Linked DNA regions of Macaca mulatta: region 1 is linked to region 2. Evidence: chromatin contacts called from public Hi-C data. All regions are on one chromosome and are shown on one strand. The core of a region is the stretch at or near the end of the contact, and the rest is flanking DNA. Distances in the headings are between cores, read along the strand shown.

What was found. Hi-C and Micro-C count contacts between places; a contact is called where the count stands out from the background.
Region 1: a Hi-C map of liver shows a contact between it and region 2, with 3 times the contacts expected there. The contact joins the promoter of TOP2B here to the promoter of OXSM in region 2. A contact is called at or near these places in 4 of 14 Hi-C or Micro-C datasets (CD4 T cells, fetal cortex germinal zone, fetal cortical plate and 1 more).

Annotation. Positions count from the first base shown.
Region 1 is chr2:22,808,519-22,814,196 of T2T-MMU8v2.0, forward strand. It overlaps TOP2B (DNA topoisomerase II beta), which reads left to right and starts at 3,544. Exons shown (of 36, transcript NM_001265701.1): 1 at 3,544-3,615. The coding sequence starts at 3,547.
Region 2 is chr2:22,682,985-22,688,520 of T2T-MMU8v2.0, forward strand. It overlaps OXSM (3-oxoacyl-ACP synthase, mitochondrial), which reads right to left and starts at 2,288. Exons shown (of 3, transcript XM_001091681.5): 1 at 2,223-2,288; 2 at 374-1,384. The coding sequence starts at 1,353.

The DNA of each region.
Region 1 (5,678 bases), core at 2,294-4,793, 130 kb after region 2:
CTAAGGCTGGAGTGCAGTGGCACGATCTCAGCTCGCTGCAACCTCCGCCTCCTGGGTTCAAGCGATTCTCCTGTCTCTGCCTCCCCAGTAGCTGGAATTACAGGCACGCGCCACCACACCCAGGTAATTTTCGTACTTTTAGTAGAGACGGGGTTTCACGATGTTGGTCAGGCTGGTCTGGAACTCCTGACCTCAGGTAATCCACCCCTACTTGAAAATTACTTTACATTACCCCAGAAAAGAAAGCTATGCTCAAGTTGGTACCATCAATTTTATCATACAGATATGCTAAGTCTGCTGCACAGTTAAAAAGAACAATTCTTTAGAAGCCGAGATACTTGGCCGGGCGCGGTGGCTCAAGCCTGTAATCCCAGCACTTTGGGAGGCCGAGACGGGCGGATCAGGAGGTCAGGAGATCGAGACCATCCTGGCTAACACGGTGAAACCCCGTCTCTACTAAAAAATACAAAAAACTAGCCGGGCGAGGTGGCGGGCGCCTGTAGTCCCAGCTACTCGGGAGGCTGAGGCAGGAGAATGGCGGGAACCCGGGAGGCGGAGCTTGCAGTGAGCTGAGATCCGGCCACAGCACTCCAGCCTGGGCGACAGAGCGAGACTCTGTCTCAAAAAAAAAAAAAAAAAAAAAAAAAAAGAAGCCGAGATACTTTTAATCTAGATTCCATCTTCCACTCATCACAAATCTCTGCTTTAAAAATGTTGATTTTCATGTATATTCAGCAATTCTTATTTGCAATTCTTCTGGGTAAGTCAATATTTTCTTAAAACTAATAACACTTATTAAAGGGTTTTTTTCATACTGAGAAGACAAAAGGACTCAATGCCTCACATAAGAGGCAAGTGAAAAGAACATTGTTTTTATTAATCTATTTGAGTTTTGAATATATTGTTTTATTCATTTCAAAATCTGAACCTAGGCCAGGTGCGGTGGCTCATGCCTGTAATCCCAGCATTTTGGGAGGCCAAGACGGGCAGATCACTTGAGGTCAGGAGTTTGAGACCAGGGTGGCCAACATGGTGAAAAACCCGTCTCTAGTAAAAGCACAAAAATTAGCTGGACATGGTGGCGGGCGCCTGTAATCCCAGCTACCTGGTAGGCTGAGGCAGGAGAATCGCTTGAACCTGGGAGGCGGAGGGTGCAGTGAGCCAAGATTGTGCCACTGCACTCCCACCTGGGTGACAGAGCAAGACTCTGTCTCTAAAAACAATAACAACAAAAAACTGAAGATAAAGAGCTTTGACAACTTAAGTTTAAAAAAGGAGACAGCTATATATTTTATAGCTTAGCTTCTACCTAATACTCTTCATTAAAAAACTCATTGCCTTTAACATTGACCCCTTTTCAAACAAAATACATGTGTACTTGGAGATGCAAACTCACAGTAAGAACACAAGATCATTTTAACAAGCACTAAACTGAGGCTCAGGGAAGTTAAATAACAAGGCTATCGGTACTTGGTCAGGTTCAGAAAAGTTTGCACCCCAAGTTCAAGGTAAAGACTTCACTGTTCTGAAGTCCCTCGTATGGCAAAGTTACATGGCCATCAGAGAGCTAATTTAAAAAAACTGTGTTTAAATTATTTCCATGTTTCAGAGTTCTCCACCTCTAGACTCAGAACGCAGTTTAAAGATGTGACCCGGGACATTTTTGTTTTCCCTTGAGAGGAAATGCACAGTTGGAAGTTCACAAAAACACCTCTTCAAAAAACAGTAATACTGTTTCCACCTTTAAAAAAGCTCTCATCGCAACTCTTTGGTGGCACTTCATGCCTTCAAGTTCTCATTTTGGTGATCGTTGGCTCCTTTTTAGTCTGTCTCACAAGCCAGGTTATAAATGGTTTGAAATCAGGGGCCCTGTTTTTATTTTGAACCCATCGCAGAGCCTGGCACAGCGTGGCAGAGTGTGCGCCCAATAAATACTTGAGTGGAATTACACTGAAAAACAGGAAGAAGTAAAGCCATCTTCTATCTGCCAAAGACTGTGGTGTTGCTGTATCGGTAATTTTCATTCTTAGAAAGCTTTAATGTGAATGAAATTATTCTTTACTGTGCATTTGAAAATTCCACTGAAAGCGGTTTTAAAAATTAAGCCTGCCCTCTTAGAGGCAGGGGGCACAGTTCTGGACACATGAGAAAAGTGACAGTGACATCTCCGCATTGTTCAGAGAAGAAAGGTCAACAAAGAGTAGAAATAGAACACTCAACCCACCCTGCATTCATTCCCTAGAACGTTCTCTGTGTGTCCCTTATCATTTAAGCTTTTCATGTGTAGTTTTCTTGAAACTGACTATATCCTCTTTTGGGGTGAGGGGAGGAGAGGGAGGACGGAGATGGAGAAGGTCTGAGATGATTTGTTTTTGACAGCAGCGTCCACTTAGGCCCTTGGGGAGACCGGGTCACGGGGCCTCCTTGCACCAGTGGTCTACAACGTCTTGCCTGCGGTTTACAACCGCTCTTTAAAAATAATTTCCCTTTGGGACGGCCCCCGGCTGCTTCCTGCCACCCCCACGCCCACTCCCACCCCCGCCCCCATCCTCATCCTTAGAGGCCCCAGGCAAAGAAACGCTTCGGCTTCCCGGTTAGGTCTCAGAGTAAACAGCACGCTTGGAGGATTACAATCGACCCGAGGCCAATTCGACCCTTTCCCTTTGCCGCCCTCAATTGACCCTTGACAGCAGCCCCTGCTCTCCCTTCAAATGGAAAACCCACAGACACACACACAAACAAAAACCCCAAGTCTTCCTTTCGGTTGCTACCCGCAATGACGTTTTCCCCTCGGGTCCCGCCCCTCCAGGGGGCTTGGAATTTTGGGATTGGTCGAGAGGCTGTGGCGACAAGGCCCCGATTGGACAGCATGGCGCTGACTGACAGCGGGGGCGGCCGCCGCGCCCTCCCTCTCTTCCCGGTGTGCAAATGTGTGTGTGCGGTGTTATGCCGGACAAGAGGGAGGTGACCGTGGCGGCGGCGGCGGCTCTGTTTATTGTCCCTCTCGGTGTGTGTGTATGAGGAAACCGGGGCTGCAGGGAGGCTGACTAAGGTGGCCTTTGAAGCAGCGGCGGCGACCGAGACGACTACTCTGGCGACTCGAGCGGCTGGCCTTCGCGGAGTGTGAGAAGGACAAGGCACCTCTGCGTCCTCGCCACGTCCGAGCGCCTCCGGCTCCCCGGCCGCCCTCGCGGCTCGCACGCCTGGGCTTCAGCCCGGCCTGCAGCGGCGCCCGCGGGCGGGCGAGAAGGCAGCGCCGCCGCTCGGCGGTCGCCGGTCGCTCCCAGCTTTCTCTTCCCCAGCCGCCACGCTAGGCCCGGGCGACGCGGACGCCGCGCCTCGAGTTTGAGGGCAGCCGGCGGCGCGGCCTCCTCAGCGGGCTCGGCTGGACGTCCGCTCCGGGTCTTCGCGATGGGGCGCGGGGGTCGGCGCGGCTAGGAGTGCGGCGAGTGGAGCGGTGGGTGCGGAGCGGCTGGGCCTAGCGGCCCGCAGGGAGGCGGGAGCGGCGGCTGCGGCCTCGGGGCCTGTGAGCTGGAGGCACTCGCCATGGCCAAGTCCGGTGGCTGCGGCGCGGGAGCCGGCGTGGGCGGCGGCAACGGTGCACTGACCTGGGTGGTAAGTGACGGGTCCCCGGGATGGGCGGCTGCATTGTTCCGGGCTCGCGGCGGGGGCGGAATTCCGCGGGTCCGAACGGGCGGGGGAGGGGAAAGGGAGGGAAATCCCATCTCCGGAACGGGCGCTCCATCGGGGCCTGTGCTTGCAGAATCCTCCAGCCGGCTCCCCGCGCCTTTTCTTTCTTTTTTCTCTGTGCCTCTCTGGAATCCCTGACTGCCAGAGCGTAATGTGTACTTGAAACTCTGGGGGTACAAAATCGCGAACGTAACATACAGCCCCCGCTTCCTCTCTTTTCCTTTTAACCAGACTCTTCCGGGGCAGCCGGGCCTGAAATGGTGGGGAAGGTGATAAGGCAAGTGTGTCTGTGTGGGGCAGCATTTTCTCCAAATGTAGTTTAAGAAAACCCTGGGAAAAGGGGTGTGTGTGTATTTTAAATGCAGCCCTTTCTGGGGCTTTAATCTCTCAAAGAAGAATGCACTGGGGCTTCTACAGCAACTTGCACTTCGATTTGGAAAGTCTCATTCAGTTGAGAGCGCAGTTGGGATGACTTTTACAGCAGTTAATACTGTAGGTCTTCACTCTGTCAGGGTGAGATTATTAAAAGAAGTGCTTGCCTACGTCAGCATCGCAGGTGTAACGGGGTGGGGGCTGAATGGGTGTCCCGGAGAGGTAACTGCAGTGCTTAGTCTTGGAGTTAAAGGATTTCGACGCTCAGTTCCTGCTGGGAAGTAGAAGTAGCTGCAGCGGAAGGAGGAAGGGAGACCGGATTCCCACGACAGATCGATAATTCACCGGCGTTTCACTTGCTCAGCGTGGAGTTCAGACCAGGGTCATTTCCTATACAGAAAATCTAGGTATTTCGGAGAAAAGTAAAAAATGTTACGTTTTTCTGGACTTTTGACGGTCTGTTCCCCCTTGCCTGTTTTAAATACCTCAAGGAAGCTTTCATATAGGCATTTTTGTTACTTAATTCATTTTCTCTTTGTTTGGGTGAGGTTTAGGTGAGTTGAGTAGCAATTTGTGCTATATTGATAACTGCTTCTTATAAAAAGGGTGTTAGTGACAGCAGCAAAACATTTTAATCACTTATGTTTGCGTGCCAGGGTACATTGCAAAATAACTTGCCAGGCTTTTATTGTTGCAATTCTCTGAATGTTGTATATTACACCAGTTATGTAGAATGAAAGTATGAAGGGACTAGAGCCAGGAGAGAAAATGTCAGATGCTAAGTGGTCCATGTGGACTTTGCAGTAAGAGGGTATGTGAGAGGAAGGAGGAGATGGACAGATACATGCAAAAGAATGACTTTTCAGAATTAATGGCTTTTACCCGTCACTAAAATCAGACATCGGAAAACTGACTGAGACAGCCAAATGGTATTGTAAGTTCTCATTCACTACTTGGAAGTGTTGAGGCCTGATCGGTGTTTCTTCTGAAGACCTCTGGTTCTATAACAGTAAACGTTTTGCTCCATAGTAGATTGTTGGCTTTAACATTTGATAGCAGTACTTTAATTTCCTGTTGTATAATTTTGTAGATAATTAAATAACAATTTATTTCTTTCAAGCTCCATAGGAAACTCATTGCTAATAAATTTAGCAAAACTTGGAGGATCTCATTCAACATAGAAAAATCCATTTGAAACTGAAATTGACTTATTGATTAAAGGAATTTTCATTATAAAGTGGATTATGGAAAATATGGGAAATGCAGTAAAATAAAGAGAAGTGAAGATCACTTAGTCTTTTATTTATAGAGTATATCTTATGGAATTAGAAGTTTATTAAAAAGATAATCACTCCTATAAATCTTCTTTAAGAGTTGATGCTTACTCTAAATTTCAGTTAGGTTATATGAGCATCTTTATGTCCATAATATACACCATTGATCATAGACTGATTTGATTTTATGGGAGGCAATATAGTGAGGTAGTTATGGGCTTTGACATCAGGCTGATGTAGGTTCAGATACTGTCTCTCCAACACATTTAGTTGGACTTTTCCCAAGGAACTTTACCTTTCTAAGCCTGTTTTTTTAATCTGTCAAATAAGGTTGCATTGAGA
Region 2 (5,536 bases), core at 1,038-3,537:
GCAAAGACCAGACACATCTAGAAGGGTTGACTTTACTTTCCAAGTCTGATGAAGGGTCAAAGAAGAGGACTTTGTGAGGGAGCACACTGATGCTTAAGCACAAATGGAGGCGTGAAAAGTTGGCAAAGGCACACATGGTCTTTTTCGCAACTCCACTGGTTTTAACTCAAATGCAATTTTGTAAGGATGTTCAAATGCTTTGAAATACTTCAAATATCTTAAGCAAAGAATTAAATAATCTTGTTTAGTCTAAAAATTAAAACAATAGAGATTCGGTACACCAAGGACAGACACTACAATTTTCCCTAATTTGGGACTCCCATTAAAGTGTCTTATTTGGAGAAATATTTTGAAGGAAAAAACCCATTTTTACCTTAAGGCACCTTCTCCTTCAGGATCAGGGGCAGTTATGTGACCAGCATCACCTGAGAGTCCATAGCCCAAAACTTCTGCATAGATCCGGGCTCTTCTTTGAACAGCATGTTCATATTCTTCCAGCACCAGCACAGCTGCACCTTCTCCCATTACAAAACCATCTCTCTTTGGATGAAATGGTCGACAGGCCAACTTGGGATCTGAGTTTGTGCTCAGAGCCCGGGCTCTGGAAAACCCAGCAAGAGATAAAGGGCTAATACAAGAATCTGTACCTCCAGCCACCATCACATCAGCATCACCACGGGCTATAAATCTAAAAGAGTCTCCCACAGCATGAGCTCCTGTGGTACAGGCTGTGGATACTGCATGATTTGGGCCCTTGAGTTTATATCGAATGCTGACCTGGCCTGCTGCCATATTGATCAGAATCTTAGGGACAAAAAATGGGCTAACTCTATTGTAACCTTTTGTCTGAAAATTCAAAGCAGTTTCAGAAACAACTTCAAGAGGAATCATTCCCATGCCAATTGCAACACCAGTAGCCACTTGATCAGCTTCTGACTGAGGATGCCAGCCAGAATCCTTCATGGCTAATTCTGCAGCCCCAATGGCCATGATGGTGGGAGAAGACATGGACTTGATATCTGATTTGGACACAAAGTTTTGTTCATTGAACTGACCTTCATCACTGCCTCTTGGCACATAAGCAGCAACACTGCAAGGGATACTCTTATACTCTTCACCAACCAGTGAAACAATTCCACTCTTTCCTGCGATAAGACGATCCCAAACCAAGTGAGTTCCAACACCAAGAGGAGTCACTAAGCCAATACCGGTAATGACAACTCGCCTATGCAATCTGTTTATTGGCTCAGTTCCGAAAAACTTCCTTTTACTTCTTGTTACCTGTTGGCATAATCTTGAACACAGAAGACGAGTGCTTGTAATTTTCAGGAAATTTTGCAGGCAATTGGACATGATTGAGATTCAGATGATCAGAAACACATTCCTGTAAAAGACCACAACACACCCAGGAGGTATTCTTTTATATAGCTTAAGGGCCTAAGGAAAGACATCCAAGGTGTTCCTTTGGGTGCTTGATATGAGCTGCTAACGAACACAGGGAAAATGTTACATAATTTCAATTTATACCTTAACATCAAACTACCTGTTTAAACTTATCTCCTTTTCTAGACTGTAAGTGCCCTCAGACATTTGAAGACAAATAAATGAATTGATGATTCATTCGATTCACCAAAACAGTAATTCAATGAAAAATATAAAGGCACCTCCAGCCTGATATGAGTTGCAGGAAGCATCCTTTGTCAGGATTACTGATAACTTCTTCTAAATAGCATTTCTGGTGTCAGTGGCACAGAAAACACATTTCAGGGCATATTATCTTAAGTAAGTGGGCTTTATCAATCTTTAATAATTAAGGATAACGAGCCTTTTCAAAACGCCACCCAGGGCCAAGAGCCCTAGACTGAGCGTCTGGATACGTGGGTTGGCAACAGACTCTGTGTCCAAGCTTGCGACTGGGGGAAGGGGGCGAGTCTTTCCACCCCTCTAAACTTCTCCAATTGAATCATCTGTGGAAGGAGGGGTTAGGACTGGTGGATCACTTCAAGGGTACTACAAAGGCCAGGGGCGGGAGTAATAGGGCGTAGTCACTCCCTGTACTGCCTCTCAGTCACCACCACACATGTACACAACTGAAGAAGCATGGCGACAGAAAAAGAAATCAGGCCCTAAGTCCTCGGACTTCCCTCTCGAAATTCAACCCCGACTTGATTTGACTGTAAAGGAGGAAAGGAGGGTCGAAGGAGGAGGGTAGCGAGCGATACCTGTAACACGTTTACAGCTCCAGACACACTCGCCACTGTCCTAGGCGATGACGCGCTCGAGCGCACGCGCACGCGCACGCTAATGCGCGCTCCCGCGCACGCATCCCGTTCGACTCCCCTTCCGCCGGTTGACTTTACGCCGCGTCACCTTGGCGGAGGTCAGACCTTGGGAGGCGGCTGGGTCGCTGTTTGCCTTAGCAGAGACTCTTCTCTCGGAACCTCAGTGACTCGCCGATAATTAAGGACCTGCAAATAACGCGATGAGATAGCATTTTCACCCATCAAAAAGGCATTTTTCTTTGCCAGTGATAATGCCCAAATATTCCTTTTTGTCGGAGAAGGGACACCATCGTATTCTACTGGAATTGTAAGAAAGAATTAAGGAAATGACTGCAGTCACAAAGTTATTGCTATAGCTCGGAACGTTATTAGTAATTGTGAGTAAAGTAGAACTAACCAAAATGGCCAACATCAGGAAATTTGTTGTGTATCTTGTGGTACATCCAAATGGCATGCAGCCGTTTAAAATAACTCTATGGGTGAATATTTATTAATGAGATGTTGAGACTATTTGTTAGGAGACATAGTTACAAAACAGTATATATCCGTTTTTTCAAAAATAATTCTTTAAAGAGCTGCAAGATATATAATGATTGTGATCTTTCCCTCATTTTTGCTTAGCTTTATTTAATAAAGCTTTTCTACAATAAACAAATGTTTTTGTAGTAAAGTTTTTACTTTTTAAAAGTTGTCACCAGGCTGCTCTGCTTATGGAGTAGTCATTCTTTGTTCCTTTACTTTCCTAATAAACTTCTTTCACTTAAAAAAAAAATTATCACCGGATTCGAGACAATACTTAAAAATATCACACCCATTGTAACACTGGAGACATTTGTTTCTAAGTGTCTGAAAAATTCATTAACTTTGCTCAGAGCGGATTGCAAATCGATAAAGGGAAAATACAACATGAAAAAGTAAAAAAGGCAAGAAGTCGACAAGATGGTATTCATTGAACATCTGTTTTTCACATGCTATCCCAGGCGTGTTTAGTCCTTGCTCTTCTTTAGAAAAATGGTTGACCATAGAATCTTCATCTGGACCTTCTAGTCATATTTATGTTTCTTTCTGGGCAATGCCTCTTGAAGCCATTGTTTCCAAGTAGAGTCCTCTGCATTCTTTCCTACCCCTACAGAAGAATGTGAGTCAAGCTTAGCTTTTCCAGGTTGGTCCTGGATTTAAATGAGTTTGGAAATCTATTTTGTTTAAAATAATTAAGCAAAATCCAGTTTGACCTTCGTCCCAGGCCTAACCAGTCACCTCTAGTATGATCCTCATCCAGTGACAAATAGAGTTACTTTAAGAAGAATTAAACACATGTGTTATAAAAAAACTAACACTTGATGAGTAAGTACCTAAACTTGATCTCTTTTCATTGCTGTCTTTAAAATAATAGTGAGAAAATACCTACAATATTTTTTCTGAAGCTGAACTCATATGAAACATACAATTTTAATGTGCTATTTCTTTTGTAATATCACAAATCATCTTGGCTAAGAGGTGACAAATTAAAATCTTTCAAAAAAGTAAAAAGACCATCATTTTTGTATCTACCTCATCACCTTTGATCTGGAAAAGGGTGGGAAATTTTATGATATTTTATAGCTTTACGTTTTTGGTACCGTATTTCCTGCTACAATCCCATGGTGTCTTCTTGCACCAAAATCTTCAAATGGGCTCTGCTTATCCTACCTTCCTATTAAGACTTTTTAGGTCTGCCTTAAATTCTTTGTAATCTGATTCAAAACTATCTTTCCAGTTATGGCTCCCATTCTCTACTGAGCTTTCCACCCAGCAAACTGATTTTCATACTATACATGTCTTGATTGACCCTAACTTTTCTCATCTCTGTACTTTTGGTATTGTCAACAACCATTCATTTTCTTCCTATCGATGCTTGAAGTTTGAATGCAAAAATGAGTAGAGGTATGGCTCTTGCTTTCAAGAAGTTCATGGTCTAATAAAGTTCATGGTCAACCCATTAGAAACAAGTAAGTGCAAACTACTGAAACAGGTGCTGTAGCGGAACTATTACAACACAAAAGGGACAATGAGGTCTGTGCTACCTTGTAAAATCAGAAAAGGCTTCAGAGAAATGATCCTTGAACTACATCTTGGAAATGAATATTTGTCTAGTAAATTGGGTGGGAAAGGGCATCCTGGCAGGAAGAGTAGAACAAAGGCCTGGAGAAATGAAGTGTCATGGTATCTTCCACAAACAGTTAAGTATGTGGCCCATGTCAAATTTGAAGTGTGGGACAAAGCAACAGTAAAAGCATGAGAGTAAGACAGGCCCAGGTCACAAAAGCCTGGGGTATCATACTGAGGACTTTGGATTTAATCCTGTAGTTCAGAGAGCATATGCTAGCCTCCATGGTATAATTTGGAGTGCAACATTCTTTTATTGATTCTAAACTCCTCTAGAAAGGACATGGTAAACTCTCTCATTCCCTTCACCGGAGTCTCTCTTACTCCTCTTTGTCTTGAACAAAGCCACTTAAAATATTTAAGTTACCAGCCTGGTTCCTGACACCATTTGACTTTAGAATGTGGGTAGAGGGAGCCATAGAAAACTTTTTACCAGGAGAACAACATGATCAGATGGCTGCTTTAGAAAGATCACTGTTGCACAAATGAGCAGGGTGGATTGGAAGGATGTGGAAATGGACACAAGGAAGAAAGTTAAGAATGGACGCAACACGATGAGGCTCTGAGGGCAATGGCAAGGAGAGATACAGGAGATGTTGAGAAGGAAACATTACTAGGATACTGTACATGATTTAAGGAGGGTGGGGAGTCTCTCACAGCTAGCAAGTCCTCTCCTTTCTCACCTTCTCAACCTCTCAATTTAAGGCCTCTGTTCAAATTGTCCCCCCTCACTGAAACTGCAGCTCTCAATGAAATTTCCCTCCCTCTAAACTAGTAGTTCTCAAAGTTTCCCGTGTATCAAAATCACCTGAAGGGCTTGTTATCACACAGATTGCTGGGCCCCACCTTTAAAGATGGAGCTTCAGAATTTGTTTTCCTGACAAGTTTCCTGCTGATGCTGCTGTTGCTTGTCCAACCACTGCTCTAAACTTATGACTTCTATGAAAGTAGGGACCATACTTGTCTCCTTCACAGTGCTGAGCAACTAGTAGTCACTTCATAAATATATGATGAATAAGTGAATTATGGAATGAATAAATCAACATTTATCCTTATATTTGAGAGTACACATGCACTTTTTGTGCATATCTCACCAAATGACTTTTGCG